Linked DNA regions of Sus scrofa: region 1 is linked to region 2. Evidence: chromatin contacts called from public HiChIP or PLAC-seq data. All regions are on one chromosome and are shown on one strand. The core of a region is the stretch at or near the end of the contact, and the rest is flanking DNA. Distances in the headings are between cores, read along the strand shown. Region 1 overlaps COL15A1 (collagen alpha-1(XV) chain). Region 2 has its middle 52 kb from the start of GALNT12.

Region 1 (5,587 bases), core at 2,489-4,988, 160 kb before region 2:
GGCTCGTTGTGAGGGCAGAGGCGGCTGCAGGACACCTCTCCAGGGTTTGAGACACAGGGAGGAAAGGAGGTCTCTAAAGGCAGCTAACTCTTCCCCAGGTAGACCAGTCTCTTCCCAGGACTCGTCTACATCCATGGCCTCACTGCATCTTCACAATGACAGAGCAGTGTTATGGCTCGTTTTTGAACGGAGATAACGAGGGTCAGAGAGGGGAAGTGACCTGCTCGAGGTCACACAGCAATTCACAACAGAACAGAGACTGGAAGCCAGATTCTGACCCCAGAGCAGTGCGCAGCGGATACGGAGCCTGCCACCTGCAATGGCACATCCCTCGTATAGCGGCGTAGGTTGGGTGGGACCTTCCCACCATACGGTGACTGGGAGAGTCCCTCATAAATGTAACAGTGATCGCCAACTCTTGTTAGATGGCAGAGTCACTTTTAGAGCCAGGTCTTGCTCTGATGTTACAATGTTTTCCATGCCAAGCCTGGAGCCTAAACAGTAGGTGCAGCAGAAGGGGCGGGGGGGTGGTGTGTGTGGCTCTGATCACAGGTGAGAGACATCTGAGCCACGTGGACACACCACGTGATCACTCAGGTGGCGGCATCAGCATGTGCTGTACCTGCAGCCCCAGCAGGCTTGGCAAGCGTGAGTCAGGCCTGGTGATTCAGTACCACGGTATTTCTGGGCGTACAATGCAGAGACCCTGTGGTGCAAACAGAAGTGGCGACACGCTTCGAGCATTTGCAGGTCATTTACTTCTACAGACCCTAGTTTCCTCTTGTGTAAAAGAAGGACTCCGCAGAGTGTCTCTCAAGAGAGGTATTTTAAAGATTCAGAGCCTGTCCGCAAAAGCTCTTAGGAGTGTGGCCAGTACCCAGTAGCTGCTCAATAAACTCTGGCTTCCTCACTGCAGATACTGAACCCTGCTGATGCTCTGGTGTCTGCCACCCTGTGAGGCCCTGCCTGCACCCCTGATCGACCTTCCACATTCTCTCACAAATGCTCACGGAGCCCCTAACAACATAAGAACCCCCAGGGAAGACAGGAAATGACCCCAAGCAGAAGACCTGAGTGTGAAACCAGACTTCTTGAGGCAATGCTCAGGTGGCATTCTCCCGCTCGCCCTCTGGGGTCTGATGGGGAAGCTCCTGCTCCACGATGGTGGATTCGGAAGCAGAGACCCACCTGAGGGCAAGCCGAGGACAGGGCTGGGATAGAGGATCTTTGGAAGTGGCAGCAGAGGAAGAAGAACACCCCTGAGCATCCGACCATGAGCCCTGCTCCCCGGACGCGGCACTCTCCCAGCCCTGCTCTGGACACTGGCCTCAGGGCCTGTCCCCAGCTTGGCATGGGGCGGGGGCCCCAGCGTGGCACTCACCGGCATCATGACTCCTCGATCTCCTTTGGCACCTTTGAGACCATTCAGTCCTGGGCGACCCTGAAACCCACGGGAGACACCTTAGCGAACCCACCACCAGCAGGTCCGACCAGCCCTCGTGTCCTCCTTCACATGCTGCCTAGGGAACCCCCAAACCTACAGGTCGTCCGGGGAGGCCAAATTCTCCTTTGTGTCCTGGTGGTCCTTTGGGCCCCTGGAGGCAAAGCAAATACCAGATTAGGAAGAGAAAATGGAAATTGACAGAACATTGTTCATCAACTATAGTTTAATAAAAAAAAACAAAAACAAAAACAAAAACAAAAAAACACCTGCTGCATAGCATAGGGAACTATATCCAAACACTTGTGATAAAACATAATGGAAGATGATAGGAAAAAAGAATGTGTATATATATATATATATACATACATATGACCGGGTCCCTTTGCCATACAGCAGAAACTGACACAACATTGTAAATCAACTATACCTTAAAAAATTTTTTAGAAGGGGAGGGACTGGGAGCTTGGGGTTAACAGATGCAGACTGTTGCCTTTGGGATGGATTAGCAATGGGAGCCCACTGTGTAGCACTGAGAACCCTGTCCAGTCACTCATGATGGAACATGTAATGTGAGAAAAAAGAATGTATACGTGTATGTGTAACTGGGTCACCGTGCTGTACAGTAGAAATAATAATAATAATAAAGGTTAAAAAAATGATTAAAAATAGAGAAAATGCTGCATGACGTCACTTATACATAGAATCAAAAAAAAAAAGCCAAACTTGTGAAAACAGAGAGTAAAATGGTAGCTACCAGGGACAGGAGGGTGAGAATAGGTGAGGTGTGGTTTAAAGTACAAACTTGCAACAAGTAGACAGCTTGGTCCAGAGGCCTAAGGCGCAGTATAGTGACTGTGGACAATAATACAGTATTGTAGTCCTCGAACCTGCTAAGAGACTAGATCGCATTTATTCCAGCCACAAAAAAAGAAAAGATAATTATGTGATGCGAGAGCTGCTATGTCTACAATGGCAATCGTATCACAATATATAAAGGTCTCAAATCAACACACACACCTTAAACATATATGATGCTGTTTGTCCAGTACATTTCAATTAGAAAAGAAAGAGAAGCTCGAGGCCAGGGAGATGGGTGGGGAGTCAGGGTGGTGTCCAGCCCCCCATCGTGGGCAGTGGTGACAAAGAACCGCTGATAGGAGAATGGAGGGCAAGGAGAAGTTATGAAGTGTCCACCTGCCTGGCCTCTTTGCTCTCAGCTGGACCCACTTGCTCAACCCTTCCAGCAGGCTCTACCCGACCCCAGATGCAGGACTCAACCCTCTCCGCCAGTCAGGGCTCACCAAGAAGCAAGAGGTCAGTAGCTCTGGGCCTCAGATCCCAGGTGGCCGTGTGCTGGGCCAGCTCAGAACACGTGTGGACCTTTGTGCCAGGGCCTCTGTCCTAAGGTTCTCCATGTCCACTGGTGGAACCCTGCAGGCCTGCCTCACTCCTCATGGCAGCCCAGCCTGGCCACCTGCTCCAGGATGTGGTTCCTGCCTTGCTTCCACCTGTCCCTATGGACCAGAGTCTTGGCCTAGCACCCCAGTTCTCCAGATAAGTCCCTGACCCATGGACCCCACTGAAGTGTTGGCTTTCTATATCCAGAGGCTCCCAGAGTCAGTGCTGTGTTCCAGCCTCCTGCAGGAACCCTCACGCCTCCCAATGTCTGGGATACATTCAATGCACTACCACTTCCCAGAACAAGCTCTGCCTCCAGCCCACACCTGCCCTTTCCTGTAGCTGAGTCGTCCTGCTTCCAGAGAAAGGACTGGTGTAAGCCTGGGGCCCATCAAGTCCCTTCTTCCTGCTCCATTAACATATATAGCCAGGCCTAAACAAATGGCAAATAGAGACTGTTGAGACAGGCTCTGTATTTAAAGTACTCAGCACAGTGACTCTTAGAAAAAGAAAAAGCAAGGAGTTAACAGGGCCTAAGCCATGTGGTAGTAGGTCCCAGTGCAGGGCCTCTCAGACCGCAGGTGCATGGGAGAGGCATGTGGATCTTGTCAAAATGCAGATCCAGTAGATCCTGGGTGGGGTCCAAGGCTTTGCTTTTCCAACCAACTCCCAGGTGAGTCCTTGGACACCCTTTGAGTAATAAGGCTCTGGTGGATTTGTAAAGGAGTTGTAAGCTATGCTAGTCATGAGGGCCACAAATAGCCCATATGGTGCCTTATGCAAATTAGAAGAAGGGGCCCCTTTACTGTCTGTGCTTGGCAAGCTATGCTCAGCTGGGCTATGGGGAACCCTGGCCATATTTGGCAGTCTGCCAGCCACCACTGCTAACAATTAGTATTTCCCACTGTGTAAGACGTTAGGAAGTGGTTAAACAGCGGTTATCACAAGACTCTCTCAGTCTGCCCTAGCCTTTGGCAAGGGCCAAGCACACCTCTCCAGGGTATCCATTCTGCCTGACTTATGGGACCCAAGCCCTTGGAAGGTCCTTTGAAGGATACACCTTGGAGATTACAGGCCAGGCATCAAGGACCCGTGTCTGTTAGAGCAGTGGGAGGGCCTTTCTCCCTAGGCCTGCAATCCAGCTTCCAACAAACTTCACATTGAAACCTCCAGGTGCAACACTCCAGCCCCAAATGTTTCAGAGAAATCAAAGTCTTAATTGGAGGCAGTGAAGTGTGCTGGGAAAAACCTGGACACAGAGTCTGACAGGCTGGGTTTCAATCCCTGCTGTGCCCCTAACAAGCTGTGTGGCAGTGGGCAAGTTACTTAACCTCTTTGACCTTGGCCTCCTGGTCTATAAGATGAGGGTCCTAACATTCACCTCTTAGGGTGGTAAAAATGAAATGAGATGATCTGTGTTGAAGCATCCTTGTCTGACTCACAGTGGATGTTCTACACATGAATTCTCTCTGTTCTTTGGGAGAGAAATATAGGACAGGGAAGTTTAGGGTTCATCTGGAGAGAATTGGTAGCTTAAAAACTATTTGGCAGCCTAAATAAGTTACAGAGTCCAGGAGCAGTAGAGCTAGAATGGCCCTATCATATTGTCTAGTACTCATTCAATACCCTCACTCACGGTTGGGAAAATAGAAGCCCAGGGAGAGAAGAGGACGTGTTCAAGGAGTAGCAGATCCAGGACCAGAAGCCCCAAAGCCCAGGTTCCCTGGACAATGCAATCTCTAGCTGGCAAGACCCATGGTCTCACCACCGTCCGTGTCTCCTCTCCTTCCTCGACACACAGCAAAACCTCATCTCTTTCCCCCACTCCTGCCCCCCAGGCATCAGTGGTCTAGCCAGTAGAACATGCTGGCAGTGGAGTTTATCATCTTCCATGGTCTCTTCTCCCTCCCTCCCCAACTTCGGCTACCAGCTGGAAGAGGCTAGTGTGGTCTTGAATCCTCCAGATGGCAGAGTCACAGGACATAAGCATCCTGGGTCCTTGAGTCACTGCCTGGAGGGGGGATGCCCAACTGGGAACCACCACAGTGGACTTTGCAAGTGTGAGAACTAAGCTGCTACTGGGCTAAACCACTGAGATTTTCATTTAATTGCAGTTAGCCTACCCTAACACACTCTTTTTGCCACATCCTTTTTATTTTCACAACTGGGAGAGCTCTGTCTAGTTGAGCCAAAATATGATAAATGCTTCAAACCCTAGTCCAGACGCAGCTGAGAGACCCTGGCTTACCATTGGTCCCGGGGCTCCATGCTCTCCAGGTTCACCCTAAAACAGAAAGACACGGGCTTGTCACTCAGATAACAGTGTGCGGCAGAAACAAGGATGGGCAGTGAAGCAGATGTGTGCCTCTGGGGTCCAGTGACATAGTTACCTTTTTGCCTCTCAGCCTTTCCAGAGGAACATCCCCCGTCAGGATGGCACCTGGCTCTCCCTTCTCGCCCTGCAATTCAGAGAACCTTTCAATGAAGCCAGGCCTCCACCTTACTGCCTATCCAGAGGTGTAGGCATCCTATTGCCATGGTTTCTCTGGCCTTCATCCGCCTCCAACCCCACTGCCCTGACATGACCTCTTTCTAGAGTATTACAACGGCCTCCTAAGCCAGTAAAGGTTTTCTGGACTGTTCCCTCAATACACTATGAGAGTCACTGTCTGAAAGCACAGGCTGGGGTCCTACAAGCCCCTCCAGGGCTCCTGCTGCTGCCAGATGGGCATTGCCACTCTCCAT
Region 2 (6,294 bases), core at 1,459-3,958:
TTGAGCTGGATTCTAAGCGGCAGGAGGGAGAGGCAGGGGCAGGTGATGAGACAGACACTGGAACCCGCAGCAGCAGTTGTGGGTTCTTCCCCCAGCCTGGTCTCCCCTCGCTGTGTGATGCTGGGTACAGCCCTTCTCTCTCTGGGCCTCAGGGTCCCCATCCGTAGTTTCAAGAGGTTGAAGAGAATGAGTTCTAAGCTGTTCTCCAATTCGGAATCAGCAGCTGAGGCCACAGGCCCTTGGCCATACTTTAAGTTTCCATGGCCCAAAGGACCACAGAAGTCTTTCAAACCCATTGTTACACCCCTGCCTTTAATGAAGCCACATCTGGAGTGTATCTCCTCTGATCCCTGTTGTGTATAGTTTCTCACAGCTGGATCTCCATAAATCAATTTGTTTTGCAGACAAGTTCCCAGAACTATCCAGAATCCTACCCAGAAGAGTCAGTTTTATTTCCCTTCAGTTTCTGATTCCCTCCAGTTTCTGAGCCCAGTCCACCTGGGGACAAGCTCCCAGAGTCTTCAGAATCCCATGGCCAACCACAGTGTTGCAGAGTGGCTAAGGCTCACACTCCCGGCCTCTACTTGCAGGCACAGAGGGTGAACCGACCTGGACCCTCTTACTGGGCCCTCTCAAGAGCAGTGTCCCCACTCCAGGGTGAAAAGACTGGATGAAAGTAACCCCGGATACTCCCTGCAGCTCTTGGGTTCAAAGTTTTCCTGCAGATGAACTAGTTATGAGCAGCAAAGGGGTGAAGATTAATTTCCCTGCAGATGGAAAGGGAAGGAGAACTGGGAACTAGCAGGGGCGCTTGCTCGTTAGTTCTGCCACAAAGCACCAAACAGGACAGAATCCAGGGCTTCTATGAAGAGCAAACATTCTACCGGCAGGGGTTGGATATGTGCTGTTTCTGACAGCTGCTCTGGTCCTCAAGGTATTTCTGAGATCTGGCAATGAGGACTCTTTGGTCAGGAAAAGGTCCCTGAGCCCCTACTCTGTTGAGTGCTCTGAGCCCACCTCATCTCATTCAATCCTCATAATCCCTGAGACTCAGGTCCTGGCACAGCCTCTATTTTACACTGAGGAATTGTGGCTCAGAGGTTAAGTAACTTGCCCAAAGTCACAAAACTGGCAAGCTCACCAACCGAATTTATAACCAAGTCTGTCTTTCTGCATATCCCAACCTCTTTTAAAGCTACTCTGCCAAATAAAGCCAAACCCCTGATTGTTTTCCTACCAACAAGAATCTGGGCTCAGACTCCATTTGGGAGAATTTTTAAAGATAATTTTCAACACATATACTTAGCTTAAGTACATGTACTTAGCTTAAAAGGCCTAAGAGCACTCAAGGTTTCTAATAAAACTGGCAGTCCCCTGTCCCACCCTCCCCCCACCACACGCAGATCTGGCTCTGCAGAGAGCCCCTCCTGTCCACATTTCCAGCGATTTCTTCCAGTATTTGCCTCCAAATTTCAAAGAACGCATTGGCCCTGCTTGCTCATGATTTCTCAGTTTGAGACCACTATTACTGACTTTCTATTATGGAAAATGAAGGATCTCTGACACCATTTTTCTCCCTCTTGCTGTCTCTCTCTCTCTCTCTCTCTCTCTCTCTCTCTCTCTCTCTCTCTCTCTCTCTCTCCCTCTCTCACACTCACACACACACACACACACACACACACACACACACACTCCCCCCGCCCCACCTATTTGTGTCTCATTGCCCTCAGAGCATCTGGGGGAGCCTGAGCTAGACCAGACTTCTCTGCAGGGAAGGGGGATGGAGTTTTGACCTTTGGTTAAATGCAGCAGAGTTAATGCAAACATCTATCGTTACTCTCTCCCAGAACTCCAATGCAAAGCACCTCCCATAACGACGGTTTGAAGAGAGACACACATCCTCTCTCCTTGAATCTCTGAGGGGCAGAGGACAAACACACTGGGTGGCCTCCAAGCGGGGGTCCAGAGCAGTAAGGAAGTACAGGGAGACAGATTACAGCTTCATGAGAAGCCATCCAAGAATACAATGGACAGCCTGTGAAGGGGGAAGAGGTCCCCACAGGCAGTGCACAAGCTAGGGTCAGCTGGCCACTGCTGGGGACAAGGGGGGATTTCTGCTTAGGGGGGAGCCGGACACGTGACTTCTAAAGTCCCTACAAATTCCCTAACCCAGTAACTTGCTTCCTTTTATAACAGTTGGCAGTCAGAATCCAGTGGTGCTTTGCAATCACTCTTGAGTTAATAACCAGAGCTGCCCGGGAGACACACCCATTTGGCAATTTCTTTTTAGGACACTGAATTAACCATCTGAACAGCGATGAGCCATCGGTTCCCCTGACCTCTGCCTCATAAAAGAAGGTTCAAGATGATTCACAGAGCAATCATGACATGTCTGATGGGACAGAACCCTCAGTCCCACGGGTTTTAAGCCCTCTGAAGACAGGGAGGTGCTAGATGGGGCAACCGCAGTGGATCTGGCCGTGAACTTGGGCCTCCCTGGCTTTGCAGCAAGAGTCTCAAAGGAGAAACAGAAGAAACGCTCCCAAAACTTGCCTTCCCAGGCTTTTGTTTTAAGAGAAAGCGCACAGAGTGGGAAGGTGGGCAAAATGGAGCCCTAACTGGACACCTGCACCTGGAGGAGCAGGTCTGCATCCCAGTGGTTCAGCACTGGTTCTGCCCCCGACCTGGCATTTTGAAGGGAACACGCTGCCCAGAGATGTGCCTCTGCCATGACCCCTGTACTCTCCAAGCAGAACAGATTCTCGTTAATTCCTCTGCCACGACTGGCAATGTGGTATAACTGGACTAAGAATGAGGGGAGGGCCGTGGTCAGGGTGTATGAGCTGCCTGACCTGGGCAAGCTGCTTCCCCTCCCCTCCAGGATGCACCAGGTCACAGCAGTTACAACTGAGCTCTGGAGCAAGACTGTCTGGATTTAAATTCTAGCACTTTCACTGATTGGCTGTGTGACCTTAGACAAGTTCCCCACCTTCTCTGAGCCTTAGTGTCCTCACCTTTAAATTGAGGGTAGGGGGAGATGGGGGAGGGGAGGGTAGGACCAACACCTAACTCACTGGGTATTTTCAGAATTAAGTTAGCTCATGTACATGAAGTGTTTAGAGGAGGACCCAACTCATGGTATTATTATCATCATCATTAATAGCTGCTGATAATACAAAGGAGACAGCAATCCTCAGTCAACCCTATAGCAGCCAACAAAATAATACTCTTGAAAACAAAACTCTGAAGCTGTGTGTAAGTGTGAGAAACGTGGTGTGTGGTGCATTAAATCTCATAAACATTAGGAGACTAAGAGGCCAGAATTTCCAACGCCACTTGCAAAATAAACATTGAGGCTCTGATACAACGAACCATGTGGCAAAGTCTTTGGAACTTTTTATCAAGATACGAAACCTTTTATACTTTATAACTTAATGCAATACAGCAAAGCCAATATCTGAAGTAGGATTTTTTTAAAAAAAAAAAAAAAAGAGTACCGATGTAACACTTTAAGAAAAACATACCCAGGCCAAGTTTAGAACACTGATTACTACACAGAATGACAGGTATTGACAAAGAAAATGTGGTCCTTAACTTGCTGTGTGATCTTAGGCAAACCCTTTCACTCATGGGCCTCATTCCCCATCAGCTACCCTGGGCACCGAATGATTTCTGGGTGCCTTCCAGATCTGCAGCCCACAGATGTGAGGTTTGGAGGATTTTTTTTTTTAGACCAATAGACTTGGCCTCAATGAAAGCACTGTGGTATTTTCTGAGCTGACAACACCACCTAGTGTGTGTGTGAGTAGGCACCAGTGACCAGCCAACCAAGACCTGCCTTCTTATTCTCACTCAAATAAACTTCTACTCAAAATCTTGTCCACAGACCAGCAGTGCTGGCACCATCTAGGTGCTTTCGAGAAAGGCAGAATCTCAAGGCCCATCCCAAACCTAAAGGATGGAACTTGAATCTTCCTTTTAACAAGACGCCAGCTGATTCCCATGTAAAAAAAATTGTAAAAAGTATTGTTTTAGTAGGAGGAGAAAAGGGAAGCTAGATAGTGCAAGAAACTTTTAACACACAGTTAGCCAGTGAGCCCATAAAGAAATCCAGAAACCCATGCAAATACATAAACCCCAAAAACAAATTTTTTCCCTACTCACATGGAGGGAGTCTGTCATGTAATGAAGGTTCAGGTTCTTAGGAGTTCTGACAAGTTTTCAAAAAGGAATCTTCTGGAATGGTAAGTAGGCATCTGATGAGATGGGCATGCCTGAACCAGAGTTCCAAAGGTACTGGTATTATCTACATTGTTATTAATGTAATAATCATATGGATGACCCTTTGTTTCCATAAATTCAACATGAACTTGGCCACTCTGAGCTCCCAGAGGCCACCTCAGGTTCTAGCTATGTGGCCCATCACAAGATAGCAGTTGACTTCTTCAAAGCCAGCAGGAGATTCTCTACGCAGGCGACCTCTAGAGGCTGAGGTTCTCAATCCTACAGCCACAAGGACCTGAATTCTGCCAACAGTGGGCTTGGAAGAAGAGCCCAGGTCCCAAGTGAGACTGCAGCCCCTGCTGACACATTGATTTCAGCCAGTGAGACTGAGAACGGAGCAGAGAACCCACCTAAGCCATGCCCAGACTTACGATCTATAAGAATGGGAAAACAATAAATGATGCTGTTTTAAGCCACTATGTGTCTGTGGCAATTTATTACACAGCAATAGAAAATTAACACAGATTTTGGTACCTGGAAGTGAGATGCCACCGTAATGAATACCCAAAATGTAGGAGCAGCTTTAGAATTGGGCAGGAGGAAGCTAGAGAAATTCTGCAAAACCTGATAGAGAACAGGTTTCCTTAAAGAGACTCTTTAGTGGAAATATAAATGTTGAGGATGCTGCTGGTGAAGTTTTAGAAGGAAGTGAGGAATATGTTATTAGAAAGTGGAAAAAGGAGATCTTTATGATATAGTGACAGAAAGCTTAGCAAAATTGCCTCCTGAAGTTACAAAGAATTTATAAGGGATAAACCTGGTTATATAGCTAAGGAGATTTCCAAGCAGTGCTGAAGATGCTGCCTAGTTTCTCCTTGACGCCTATGGTAAAATGCAAGAGGAGAGAGATAAATGAGGGGAAAATTGTTACACAAAAATTAAGTAGGACTGAATTATTTCAAAATTTTCAGCCTCTCCAGATGGCAAAAGATGCTAAAAATCAGAACGACTGCTGAAAGCATGGCACAGAGAAAAGGCTGAGTGTACAACTGTACAGCCTTTTGCTAAAACCCAGAAAGATAAAGAGGTCAGAAGATTCAGTCACATAAAGGGTCCCTTTAGGAGTGTACATGTCATGGATCTTCTCAACTAAACCAGGGGCATCTAGGAAGCTGAAGGTCCTTATTACTCAGCCATCTAAACAGGAGGCCAAGAGAGAAAGGGGATTGTTTGAAAAAGATCTGTGGATGTGGCTTCGGTCTAGCGGAGTGAAAAGCAGGGAATTCATGCAAGACCCACAAAGTTCTTAAAAACGATCTTAGCAGAAATCCTTCTGGCTTCAACTGAAAGAGACAGAGAGAGAACAAAACAAAAAGAGGTGATCGGATCCCCCAAATTCTACTGGCAAGAAACAGATTCATAAAACTACTCAGCTGCAAATGTGTTACATTCATAAAATAGGAAGGATGACAAGAAGGTGGAACCACATGCCCAGAAGAAGAAGCCAAAAGCCCTGAGGATTATTCCCAGGTATGTAAAACTGAATCAAGAAAAGTTCAAACATTGACCTGATTTCAAGTCCATTATGGATCCGGGATTCCTTTTGACCTCCACTTCTCCCCTGAGTCAGAACGTCTATAAACAGTAACCTGTCCCTTCACTGCTTTGCGATGGAGTGTTCAGTATAACAAGTCTACGGGTGGAGAGCAAACGTGCCCCAGCAGCTGCACCTGTTGAATGACATCCAGGAGCTGCATCTGCTGGACCTGATTTAGATTTAGATTTTGGACTTTCAGCTGATGAGATTTAGATTTAGACGATGAAATTCTGGACTTTGGACTCATGCTGTAATGAGATGAGACCTTTGGAAACCTTGGGAGGGACTGAATGCATTTTGAATTACTGGGGACCAAGGAGGGATGGTGGTAGGCAGAATTCTAAGATGACCCCCAAGATTCCTGCCTCCTGGGTACAAGCCCAGTATAATCCCCTCCCCTTGGGTGTGTGTAGGACCTGTGGATATGAGGGGATATCACTACAGAGAAGGAATTTCGTGGATGCAGTTAAGGT

The links. HiChIP or PLAC-seq counts read pairs in DNA pulled down with a chosen protein or histone mark.
Region 1: a contact with region 2 is called in an H3K27ac HiChIP or PLAC-seq map of alveolar macrophages. The contact joins two enhancer-like sites. A contact is called at or near these places in 1 of 47 Hi-C or Micro-C datasets (embryonic fibroblasts) and 1 of 2 datasets of contacts at active chromatin or transcription factors (alveolar macrophages).

Annotation. Positions count from the first base shown.
Region 1 is chr1:240,802,237-240,807,823 of Sscrofa11.1, reverse strand. It overlaps COL15A1 (collagen alpha-1(XV) chain), which reads right to left. Exons shown (of 42, transcript XM_021066594.1): 24 at 5,233-5,301; 25 at 5,091-5,126; 26 at 1,542-1,595; 27 at 1,382-1,441. Among named protein-coding and RNA genes, the nearest start is that of TGFBR1, 55 kb to the left of the region's middle. Within about 2 kb of position 3,738, at least 9 of the 83 cell types and tissues checked have an H3K27ac peak or open chromatin away from gene starts, as enhancers often do. A contact at or near this core is called in alveolar macrophages, where this site is marked.
Region 2 is chr1:240,643,890-240,650,183 of Sscrofa11.1, reverse strand. No RefSeq gene overlaps it. Among named protein-coding and RNA genes, the nearest start is that of GALNT12, 52 kb to the right of the region's middle. Within about 2 kb of position 2,708, at least 20 of the 83 cell types and tissues checked have an H3K27ac peak or open chromatin away from gene starts, as enhancers often do. A contact at or near this core is called in alveolar macrophages, where this site is marked.